Linked DNA regions of Anas platyrhynchos: region 1 is linked to region 2. The links are chromatin contacts, called in public Hi-C maps. All regions are on one chromosome and are shown on one strand. The core of a region is the stretch at or near the end of the contact, and the rest is flanking DNA. Distances in the headings are between cores, read along the strand shown.

Region 1 (5,442 bases), core at 2,347-4,846, 140 kb after region 2:
ATGAAACTTCAGACTTATGGATGGCCATTTGGAATAGGAAGAACATGTATGAAATACATGTATAGATTTTTATTTCAATGTGAAATAAAGGTCAATGGCAAACTAAAGAGCTTTTCATTGATTTATTATATTTTCAAATGCTGGTGAAAGTGAAGTCATCACTCACTGCACCACAACTGTAAGACATACAATGCTGCATTTTATTACTGCCTTACTAAACCATCTGCAGTACTGGGACCCATTCCTGAAGGGCCCTCTAGTTCCCCTTCACTGTTTTAGGAAGATCCACAAAATGTATTTATGTCAACGTAAGAGATTTGGTTTATTATAGACTCAATAGGGGTTTTGATAGTTCTTATGGTAAGAACTTTCACAAAAGGAATACTAATACTAAGTCATGTATAAAGGCAGGAAAGCCTGTTGGTTTTCACTATGAAGATTTTTCACAGGAATTTCTGATCAAGACAAAATATGAACTTTCAATACTATTACGAGATGATTTTTAATAGAGATTTTGTAGTAGGCATTTATGAGAAAGAAAGGGTAATAACCAGGTATCTATCTTGGAAACAATTTCTGGGGTGAATTTTGAACTTGGAAAGGAGTTGTGGAGGAGAAAGTATGATGAGGAAATGCAAGGGGACTACAAATATTATTCTGAAATTATTCTGATTATTCTGAAATATGGGGATATCTCATTGACTTCTCTTCAGTTGTTGACTTCAGACCTGTGGTTAGGATGGTGAAAAACAAACCCACTAAATGGATCTTGTGGTGGCAATCTTTTTGCATCAAACCTCATGACCAACAAAGGACAAAAAAATAAAAAGAAAAAAAATACCAAGAATGCTTGAGAACGCTTAATGTAATTAATAGTGAACAGTATAGCCTTGACAGAAAGAAAAGGGGTAAATTCTGAGAGTGGCAAAGACCTTTTACCAAGCCTAGGGGTGAATATGTGACTGCAGTAATGATAGAGAAATGCAGAAGTTGTTGATTACCTTTATATTCTTTGGTGATTAGTACAGAAATTGGAGATACACACTCAAATTAACATCTATTTATAACTATTTTCACATTTGTAATATGAAAGAGGCAGTATAAAAAGGCTGGTGGTATATTTTTACAGCATAAGTAGCTTAATAAAGATCTAAATTTTTGAAAACATGAATGGAAAATTGGTATTTTTTATTTAATATTGTGTTGGATACACACAAATTACACCAGGCTACTTGCTTTAATGGAATAGCAAAAGAGAATTCTGCCCTGTGTCAAAATTTCATTTCACCATAAAAATCTTATAAAAGATTCAGTTTAAATGCTTAAAACTTAAACTACACAGAACAAAAATAATTTTTGTGGCATAATTAGAACTTCCACGTAGATATCTAATACTTTTTAACTTCTCTTCTGTGCTCCCCTATTTTTGGTGCCATTGAAAAAATGGATCAGGGTATCATTTTGCTTTCTTGTAGTAGAGAAGAGTCAGCGTGCCATCTAGTGGATGAACACGTATCAAAAGATTGTGTGGCCAACTAGAAATAAGTCAATTTAAGAATGCCATTAGAAATATTCACAGTGAAAATTTCAGAACCTGCATACTGCTATAATTTCCTGACAACCATACCTGTGAAGAGCATCTCAGAATCTGGCACAAAATCCAGTGCTGAATTTCTTATAATATACTGTGAAGAAACAAAAGTGTCTTTATGGCATATAACTGCTTTCTGGATACTTCATATTTGACAAGTGCATGGTGTATTGCTGGCAACAAGGAAATACTGAAGAGTCAGGAATGAGCATTGACTTTGTGAACCTCTTGATGAACTTGCTGAAGCTCCTGGTTTGACTTCCATGGTATGAAAACTAGTTCCTGCTAATATGAAGTAAGATGATTGCGTGGTTACCAAGCACTGACACAAGTTACTCAGGGAGGTTGTGGTGTCTCCCTTCTTGGAGATATTTCTGTCCTGGGCAACCTGCTCTAGATGCCCATGCCTGAGCAATGTAGTTGGACCAGGTTGTAATCCCAAGGTTCATCAAGTCCAACTCCTGGCTCCACACAGGACCACCACCACCACCCCAAAAATTAATAATAATGAGGTGTCCGAGAGCATTGTCCAGACCTGGTGACCTCCAGAGGTCCCTTACAAGCTGATTTACTATGTGATGGTATGATATGTAGGAAAGTTTGCAAAAAGTGCAACCTGAATATTCCAGTGCTTCTGAAAATCTTATGAGGGTCCTACAGACATGGTATCAGTTGGGAACCCGCTTTTTTGACATCAGGTACAGATAATGCTGAAAAATTATTGAACATAACATCAGCTAAGAATTAATGTGGCTGATATGCAGATATATCAGAGGTAGATTTAGAAAGACTAGATAGACTCAAAGAACACTCAGACTGTGATGACAAGAACTGGATGTGTCGCTGTTTATGATGGAAACAGTTTCTCAGTTCAGGTTTTCATTTAGCACCTCTGAGTTATGTATGGTGGATGGAAAAGTAAGATATGAAAAATTGTGAGAAGTAACTGGTCTTCCACAGCTGATTGGTCAGGTAGTCCTAGGTTCAGAGAAAAAATAAAATAAAATCTGTTTTCAGTATTAGTGTGTTTCCATTTTCATCATGGCACTTTCATCATGAGCAGGGTGACACACTGAGCAGCAGTTGTTTTCATTATTGAGTTACGTCCCTATTACAAGGCTATTACTTCTCCATTAAAACTTGTATTATTCTGAGCTAAAAATTGTAAACTTGATTCCATCTGTGTACATTCATACATCTCAGAGCGAGCTATGACATTAGTTAAAAGGACTAATTGAACATGGTGCTTTCTGCCATACAGCCGAAAGTTCAGAAACTGAAGAGCATTTTAAAAGGACATAAAAGCAAATGAATATGAGAACAACTCATGGAAAATATTGCTGTGAAAGAGTGAATAAAACAGAATAGCTGTTTCCAAACTGTCACTATCAAGGCTTAGCTCATCAAAGTAAGTAACTGATGATATTTGACTGTACAGTTTATTTGGTGTCTGCTAAGTTGTTTTCGGACTCATGTAAAATCACTGTCATCTTTAAAATATATGCACTATATATCTAAGTTTTAGAATCAACCACATAAGAACAATAAACTCTGTGAAGCACCTTGTACACATTTTAAAAGTAGTTACACTGGTTCAGATTCTCAGCGAACTTTCCTGAAGTTGCACTGATTTACATTAGCAAACAATCTGATTGTGTTTATATGCATATTGTTTAAATCTGTGGTGAGGGAAACAAATGAGGTGAGGTAGTGAAACTCTCCGGGGTTTATTTGCTTCATCTCAGCAGCAAAATGTGAAAACTGCCGGCTCTGTGGAATCCCTACTTTTTTATTGTAGTTCGCTCGTTTCACCTCTAAAGTGACATCTTCTGCTGTTACTGGGAAATTCTGTCCTGGGTGAAAAAGGAAAAAAAATAGAAAGAAAAAAAAAAGGAAAAAAAAAAGGGGGAAAAAAAAATGTGGCTGTCACCAGACAAGTTTCTGAAGCCGAACCATTACTACAGAACGGCTTCAGTTGGAAGGGGCCTTAAAAACCATCCAGTTCCAACACCCTTGGAAATAAAAGAAATTCTGAGGGATGAAAACTTTTCTGCTGCTATCAAAATAACTTCATTTACAAGTGTAATGAGTCATTGTGCAGTAAATATCAAATAAATCTGTGTGAAGTAAGCAGTGTCAAACATTCTTTTACACTGGAAGAGCACTTAAACAGGAAACGCTGCTGTCAGAAATCCTTCATAGAAACATAGTTCCAGCAGACCAACATATGGTTTAAAACTGGCCAGCTGGTGGCACAAGGGTTTCTTTAGAGGTAACTACCCACACCCCTTTCACAATAATGGAATTATAAAATGTTCTGTGTCTTGAAACCTTGCATCACTCTACCCCAAAAGCGGATGCTGGCACAGAAAAGACAGCAGTGAAATCAGGAGAATCAGATCTACGTGTCAGTAAATCTTTTATAGGATTGTGTGTTTTGCATTTTCTCTTTTGCTGCAGGTCATAATTTGTGAGGTTTGCTTTCTTTTTTTTTTTTTTTTTTTTGCTTCCCCCCCCCCCCTTTTTTTTTTTTAATAATCTTTGTAGGGTATCAGCTTTTCAGCATCCATCCTCAATACGGCCAGCGAGAGGGGATGGAATTCGTAGCAGAAACAAAAAGATAAAAGCTGCCTTTTTTAGCTTAATATGTGTTTAGCTTACGTCCCTAAAGCTCCATGCTACTTCCATCACGCTTCTTGGAAAGGCATCCCGCCGCTAGCGTTCAGCAGAAGAGCAGAGGAAGCGGTGTTTCGATTACAAATACCAAAGCCATCACTTTCTTGTGCCCTATCCTCCCACGAAGGTCGTGAGAGGGAAGAACACCCCACTGCTGCCTGCCCCTTCCAACCCCTCCGGCGCGGTGCTGAGCGGTGCTGAGCGGCTCCAGCAGAGCCAGGTAATGTCCGGGGGCGGCGACGGGAGGGCAGGGGAAGGGTGGTGGTGTTTGGGGGGCGAGGACTGGGAGGGGCAGCCCCTGCTCCCCCCACCCCACGCACCTCGGGGGAGCCTCTGGCTGCATCACTACGCGGGGATGTACGCGCTGGTGGGCTCCAGCATCGTCCCGCCGTCGTCCCCAGTACTGCTTGTCACCCCTAAGGCCCCCTCGGTTTTCCTCCCCCTTCCCCCCACGGGACCTTGAAGTGCTTCTTCCTTATAATAACTCAGTATAATTTAGCCCTGGAAATGGCTTATTAGGTTATGCAGCCCCTCACTGGTACTACAAGGTCTCCCCCCTCCCCAGGCTGCCCTGGCCCTTTCCTTCACCCCTAGGTAGCTTTGGGGTAGGTGTTAGGAAGAGAAAAAATATATATAAATAAATTAATAAAAAGATTCCCAAACCATTTATATGTCAACCCTCAAATGCCTCATTTAGAAAAGTTAATATTCATCTTTTGCTATACTTTTCCAATCAGTACTTGTAAAAATAAATTTCTCACTTCTACCTTTTCCATTTTCCTCCGTGCAGTCACCAGTTCAAAGTGACAAATTCTGCTCTTGCTTTTTCAAGAGGTTTTTCAGACTGAGCTGTCTTTGCATTGACTCACTTACTGAGAGTGATCGCTCTGTTTCTGTGAAGAATGAAGGTTCAGAAGATTCATGAGTACAAGTTGTGACTGTCCGCAGTTTGGAAGATTACCTCTGCATCCACTTTCAACTTGACAAAACCTGCATGGTAAGTAAACACTTATGTTGTTTGAAATGTAGGCAAATTTTCATTTTAACCAATAACTAGAAATTCCGTCAGAAAAGTGCTTAGACCTACTAAGGTTAAGACAACTGTTTGCCAGATCTTTTTTGCTTTTCTGCATGAATGTTATTTGACTTGTGGCATATTTAAAGTCATACTTGAA
Region 2 (5,049 bases), core at 2,288-4,787:
TTTCCATCTTAAAACGTGGCTTTACTGAAAGGTTTTACACGCATATTATAGCTACATTACAATAGCAATTCTTCACACTTCATAGAATGCCCCAGACCGTTTTGAAGAGGGATGTACATTTGAACAACTGGATTTGTAGTGGGAAAGTGGAGCTGGGTGCAACCACACCTACTGGGGACATAATACCTGTTATTGCCTTTTCTCCAGGATGCCCTGCTTTTGGAAGACAACGGTGAAAAATTTGTGTTTCTGAAAGGCTCGAATTCCCTGATCTTCACTTCTGTATTGCCAACAGACTCTGGCTACTACACCTGCAAGATGTCTTTCCCGTACGAAGGCGTAACGTACGAGATCACCAGAACAATCCAGCTGCAGACAGTGGGTAAATACTGACCCCCCCCCCAAAAAAAAAAAAACAGCGCCGCGCTGAAGAAAGCTCTTTGCCACAGCTCATTGCTAGTGAAGCTCAGGAGGGGGGGCTCGCATCCAGCCCTCTGGTGCTGCCAGGGGGAGAGAACAGGGGTGCCTGCTTTTGGAGGAGATAGAGCAATTTCTCATAGCACATCTGGCACAGCTGTGCGCCTAGCCGCAGCGCTCGCCCTGCCTTCGGCAGCAGCCTTGCAGGAGGCAAAACCCATCCCTCGACGTCCTAGGGTGCGGGAGGTCACTGTGCATGACTCTGGGGAGCCTGGGGGATAAAGGAGCCTCCGTCCTGGCTGGGGCTGGGGGAAGGCCGCTGCTTCTCACCGCCCGGCGGGCAGCAGAGGGCGGCCGTGCGACAGCGACAGCGGGCGGCATCCTCCGGGCTCGCCAAGGCTTCTGCCTAAATCTTCTCCTCCGGGCTCCAAAGGGACATCACAGAGTCACTAAGGTTGGAAAAGACCTCCAGTTCACCTGATCCAACCGTCCCCCTACCACCAATATCACCACTAACCCACATCCAACCCCTCTGGGTGATGGAGTGCTGCTTTCCGCCGGTCCGGGCAATGACCAGATTTCCCCCTGTGCTAGCACTGACTCTCCGTTCTCTCTCTCTGTCCAGAACAAGAAAAGAGAATTACCCCCATAATCGTGTATCCAACTCAAAAGACAACATCAGCTGCTCTTGGTAAGGCTCAGCGTTATTTTGGGGAACATCTAATGAGATGAAAATTAGAGGAGGTTCCTTTACAGTCCAATTCGTTGGTATTTATTATTATAGTTCCTTTGATACTGGTTATGTCAGTTGAGAGGCAGCTTCTCACTATTCCCTCAAACAGCTCTAGGTCTTCCAGTGGTTTTGAATGAGCCACCAACTCTTTTGGGAGGAGATATTTTTAATTGCTTCTTAATGTTTCAATTGGACAGTTGTAATCGGTTAGAAAGTACCTTGACAGAAACTCATTTTTTTCTTTGAAGATCGTGTTATGACTGTGCATTTCTGTTGCCTTTCCTCATTTTAGAGAAGAGCAGGTATATTTTACACTAAGCTCTTTTAACGTGGATGCTCTACACACAGTGTTCTTAAATTTAAATGCCACTTTTTTTTTTTTTTTTTCTGTCAATGTACCACTAAGTCATTTTTTTTTGCCTATCTGCTCCACAGAACGTATTATATCCCTCCGATCACCATCAGTATAATAACAACATTGTATAAATATTGAGCCACGCATTTTCCATATAAAATAGCTATGCACTAGTGTGAAGGATTTTTATCCTTAGCTCAGAGTAGCAATAATTATAGCAAAATTCTGAATTTTTGTATCATCACTTTGGCTCTAGCGGTCCCATCTTGATCTGAATGTCCTTGCCTGTAGCACCTCCGAGGGAGGTTGCACTGCTGCTTAGTGCACTTGCTCCAGAGCAGTAAATCGCACTGTGCCCTTTTTGCCTCCTGAGGAATACATCTAAATCAAAAACAATCTGGGGCTTAACTTCAGTTTTGAATGTAGCAGTGCTTGACATGTGTGGGAGCTTGATCTCCCACCAGAGATGTTGGTTTTCACCGAGATAAAGTAGTTCTCAACATGTATCTGAGTGCTTTTTAATCTTTCACCAACAGGCTCCAAGATGACTCTCCCTTGTAAAGTATTTGCTGGACTGAGCAGGCATATCGATACTGACGTGGAATGGTTAGCAAATGACACCATCATTGATGTGGTTTACAAGCAAAACAGAGTTACAGAGGGAGAACGACAGTAAGTCAGACTGAAGTGTTTTCTTGTGGTTGTTATCTTAACCTGCAGTGTTACACTGGCTCTTAGATGAATGCCAGGTAATGAAATGGGATATGGAGAGTCCAGAAGTAAAAGTCAGAGCTAAGAAAACACACAATCAAGCAAAAAGCCAAAACATACCAAGCAGAATGATTTTTTTTTTTTTTTTGTAATCTCTGGATTTCATTCCTGTTATACTGTAAATGACCCAGCTCAGAGCCTTACACTTGAAGCACAGTCTCGTGGGCAGCTGAGCTAATGTAAGAGCAGACTGCAGTGGAAAGCAATGGGCCTTGATCCTTCCCAGTGCTTTTCTTATCACTCTCCTTGCCCTGTGCCAAGGAAATGCCACCATCCATTCCCCCACACTATCTCTGGCATTCATCAGATACTTCACTGAACCTCTGAATACACTTAGATAACAGAAAGCTACCCAATGGTTTTTGCCTTTTATGTTATTTTTTAAAATTGTTATTTTAATTATTGTTGGTTTTCCCCTTAGGGTTGTTGTTTTTCGCGTCAATGACTTAAAATTTAAACTGACTCACTGAGATGCCCAGGGAGTGCTAAAGCTGGCGCCAGGGAAGCACCAGGGGGGATGCTGGTGGGAGGGAAGGCAGGATATCCCACATCCTCTTGCCCTGATCCATTGTCTCTCCCCATCTTGAGATGTTTTCTGAGTTGCCTCATAGTTGCATGCCTCAAGGCTTGTGTTGTTAGTGGCCAAACGGGTCCCTCACCAGCTATGACCTTCCCAAACAGGTCTTGGCTAGAGATTAAGACTTGTTATATGGCAGAGACCATTGACGACAGGGTCTGGGGATGTGACATCCCTGTTCTGAGGGACAAGAGTGTTTAACAGTTATGGATGTGGGCTGTTTGCAGCCATGCGGCTTCAGTGCCAGATAAAAACCTGGCCGTGCTGAGTTTATTGCACAGTTAGACCCAGAGGTAACATGATAGCTCAGCTGGGTTCCCGAGTGTTTCTGTGTTTTGGTATTCCCCCCAGCTTGATTTGGACCACTCATTCATAATGTTGTTTACATGAGTGAGAGAACTTAAATGCATTGTCAAGTGACATAAGACATAATGTGGAACATCTAGAGTCTCTTCAGGACTTAAAATAGAGCAGCACATGCGCTTTCTTACTTAGACTTTCATTACTATTACTACCACCACCACTACTACTAATATTACTAATGTAACTATTAAATATTACTATATGTTTGCACATGGAAAGAGGCAATGCCATCTCAGGGTCACACAACACCCATGGTGTGTGAGATGTCTCAGCTCTGCTGGAAGCCCTCAGAAGGGCAGCAAGTCATATCAGGTCAAATACCACAGGGAAAACGTATTTCCCACAGAAATTTGTGGCAAAGCACTCACTGCCGTGTTGCTACCTTCCTGCGGTACTGACCCCGGAGAAGTCCATTGCTGCAATACATAGCAGACTCATGAACAAGCCATTGCAAAGCAGCTGGACAACTTCTCCAACAGTGACTAAAAGGTATCAAGAGACAGTATTTGCACCTAGAAAACCACTTTTAAATAGTTGCACTCATGAAACAATCAGGTTAAAGTCAGCTGGAAAATTTCTAGGCAGTTTCTTGTACTGAAATCTAGATTTGAGGTGAATGATAAGCAGGTATGGTGGCTCAGTTTGCTAAGTGAGTGTTTGCAGATTTATGTTCTCCATGTATACTCTTCCAGCTGATAGTAAAAATTAATCTCAGAAACTACTAGATGGTCAGAAACAAGGAACTAGATTCTTCCATGATCCTCTGTGGGGAGCTCAGTTATACACAACTCTCTCTGCATTTCTTCCCTCCCTTTTCTTTATTTCTTGCAAGACAAATAAAGATCTTAGAGAAAAAGAATATTCTGGAGTGCAGCAAGGGTACTGAGAGGAATGGAGACTCAAAGAGCTGGCAGAACTGGTCTGGAAGCCACAGGTGTCCTGTAATGCAAAGAGGCTAGTCAGAGATGAGCAAATATCCAATGCATTTTCTTGCAATATGCTGTTAGAAAGAACATATCAGAGAGAGAAAAGCCAGCTGATAAAAGGAATTGACATGTGACTTTTCTTTTTCTTTCAGAGAAACCACAGAAAATGGTGAGAACTTCATTGAAGTGCCACTGATTTTTGAATCTGTCGAAGAAGTGGATTTTTATACAGACTTTAAGTGTCTGGCACAGAACAGATACGGATCCCAAGTACTGCCAACAAGGGTCAAGCAGGAAGGTAATGAGCTTGACTGCTTATTTGGGGGACAAACGTTCTATAATTGTTATAGTTATTCTAAAACTAAATTATCATCAAAGTCATTTACACTTTCCAAGTTAGTATTGAACTGGATTATTACCTGGGAAAAACTGATTGCCTCTTTAAATTGTAGACCTAGCATGCACAGTGTTTTAGAATAGTCTGTTCACAATGAACACATCTTGTGGGCTGATTATTGACATTTTCCACAAGCGAAAAGATCTGTGCTGGTATATATCTGTTCATTGGCTAGGGCTCAAATTTAGATATGCTTTGTGAAATGATGGCTCCAGTGAGACTACTGGCAAACTCTCATTGGGTGTAACGGGGCCAGATCAACCCCAGCTCCTCAGAAAGTAGGAAAAAAAAAGACAATAGCAGAATAAAGATCAGAGTGTTCCTTCTCCTCATGCACAGACTGTTGCCAAAATAACAAGAGGTGTAAATTATGGTGGGTGTTGTTATTTTGGCTTCTAGTAATGGGAAGAGAAGCCCTACACTTAGCGCAATTAATGTTGCAGTGCGATAGACCACTGGCTAAGAAGCAGCTGTAAAAACAATATGAAGCAATGCTAATTGTTTCTTTGC

What was found. Hi-C and Micro-C count contacts between places; a contact is called where the count stands out from the background.
Region 1: a Hi-C map of subcutaneous adipose tissue shows a contact between it and region 2, with 4 times the contacts expected there. The contact joins the promoter of IL18RAP here to the enhancer-like site in region 2. A contact is called at or near these places in 3 of 8 Hi-C or Micro-C datasets (liver, skeletal muscle and subcutaneous adipose tissue).

What each region holds. Positions count from the first base shown.
Region 1 is chr1:141,271,053-141,276,494 of IASCAAS_PekinDuck_T2T, forward strand. It overlaps IL18RAP (interleukin 18 receptor accessory protein), which reads left to right and starts at 3,597. Exons shown (of 22, transcript XM_072031285.1): 1 at 3,597-4,487; 2 at 5,169-5,264. LOC101795572 (interleukin-1 receptor-like 1) reads left to right here. Exons shown (of 12, transcript XM_005013422.6): 12 at 1-107.
Region 2 is chr1:141,128,919-141,133,967 of IASCAAS_PekinDuck_T2T, forward strand. It overlaps LOC101793878 (interleukin-1 receptor type 2), which reads left to right. Exons shown (of 9, transcript XM_072031209.1): 5 at 208-382; 6 at 1,043-1,108; 7 at 2,042-2,177; 8 at 4,295-4,440. Among named protein-coding and RNA genes, the nearest start is that of IL18RAP, 140 kb to the right of the region's middle. Within about 2 kb of position 3,538, at least 2 of the 8 cell types and tissues checked have an H3K27ac peak or open chromatin away from gene starts, as enhancers often do.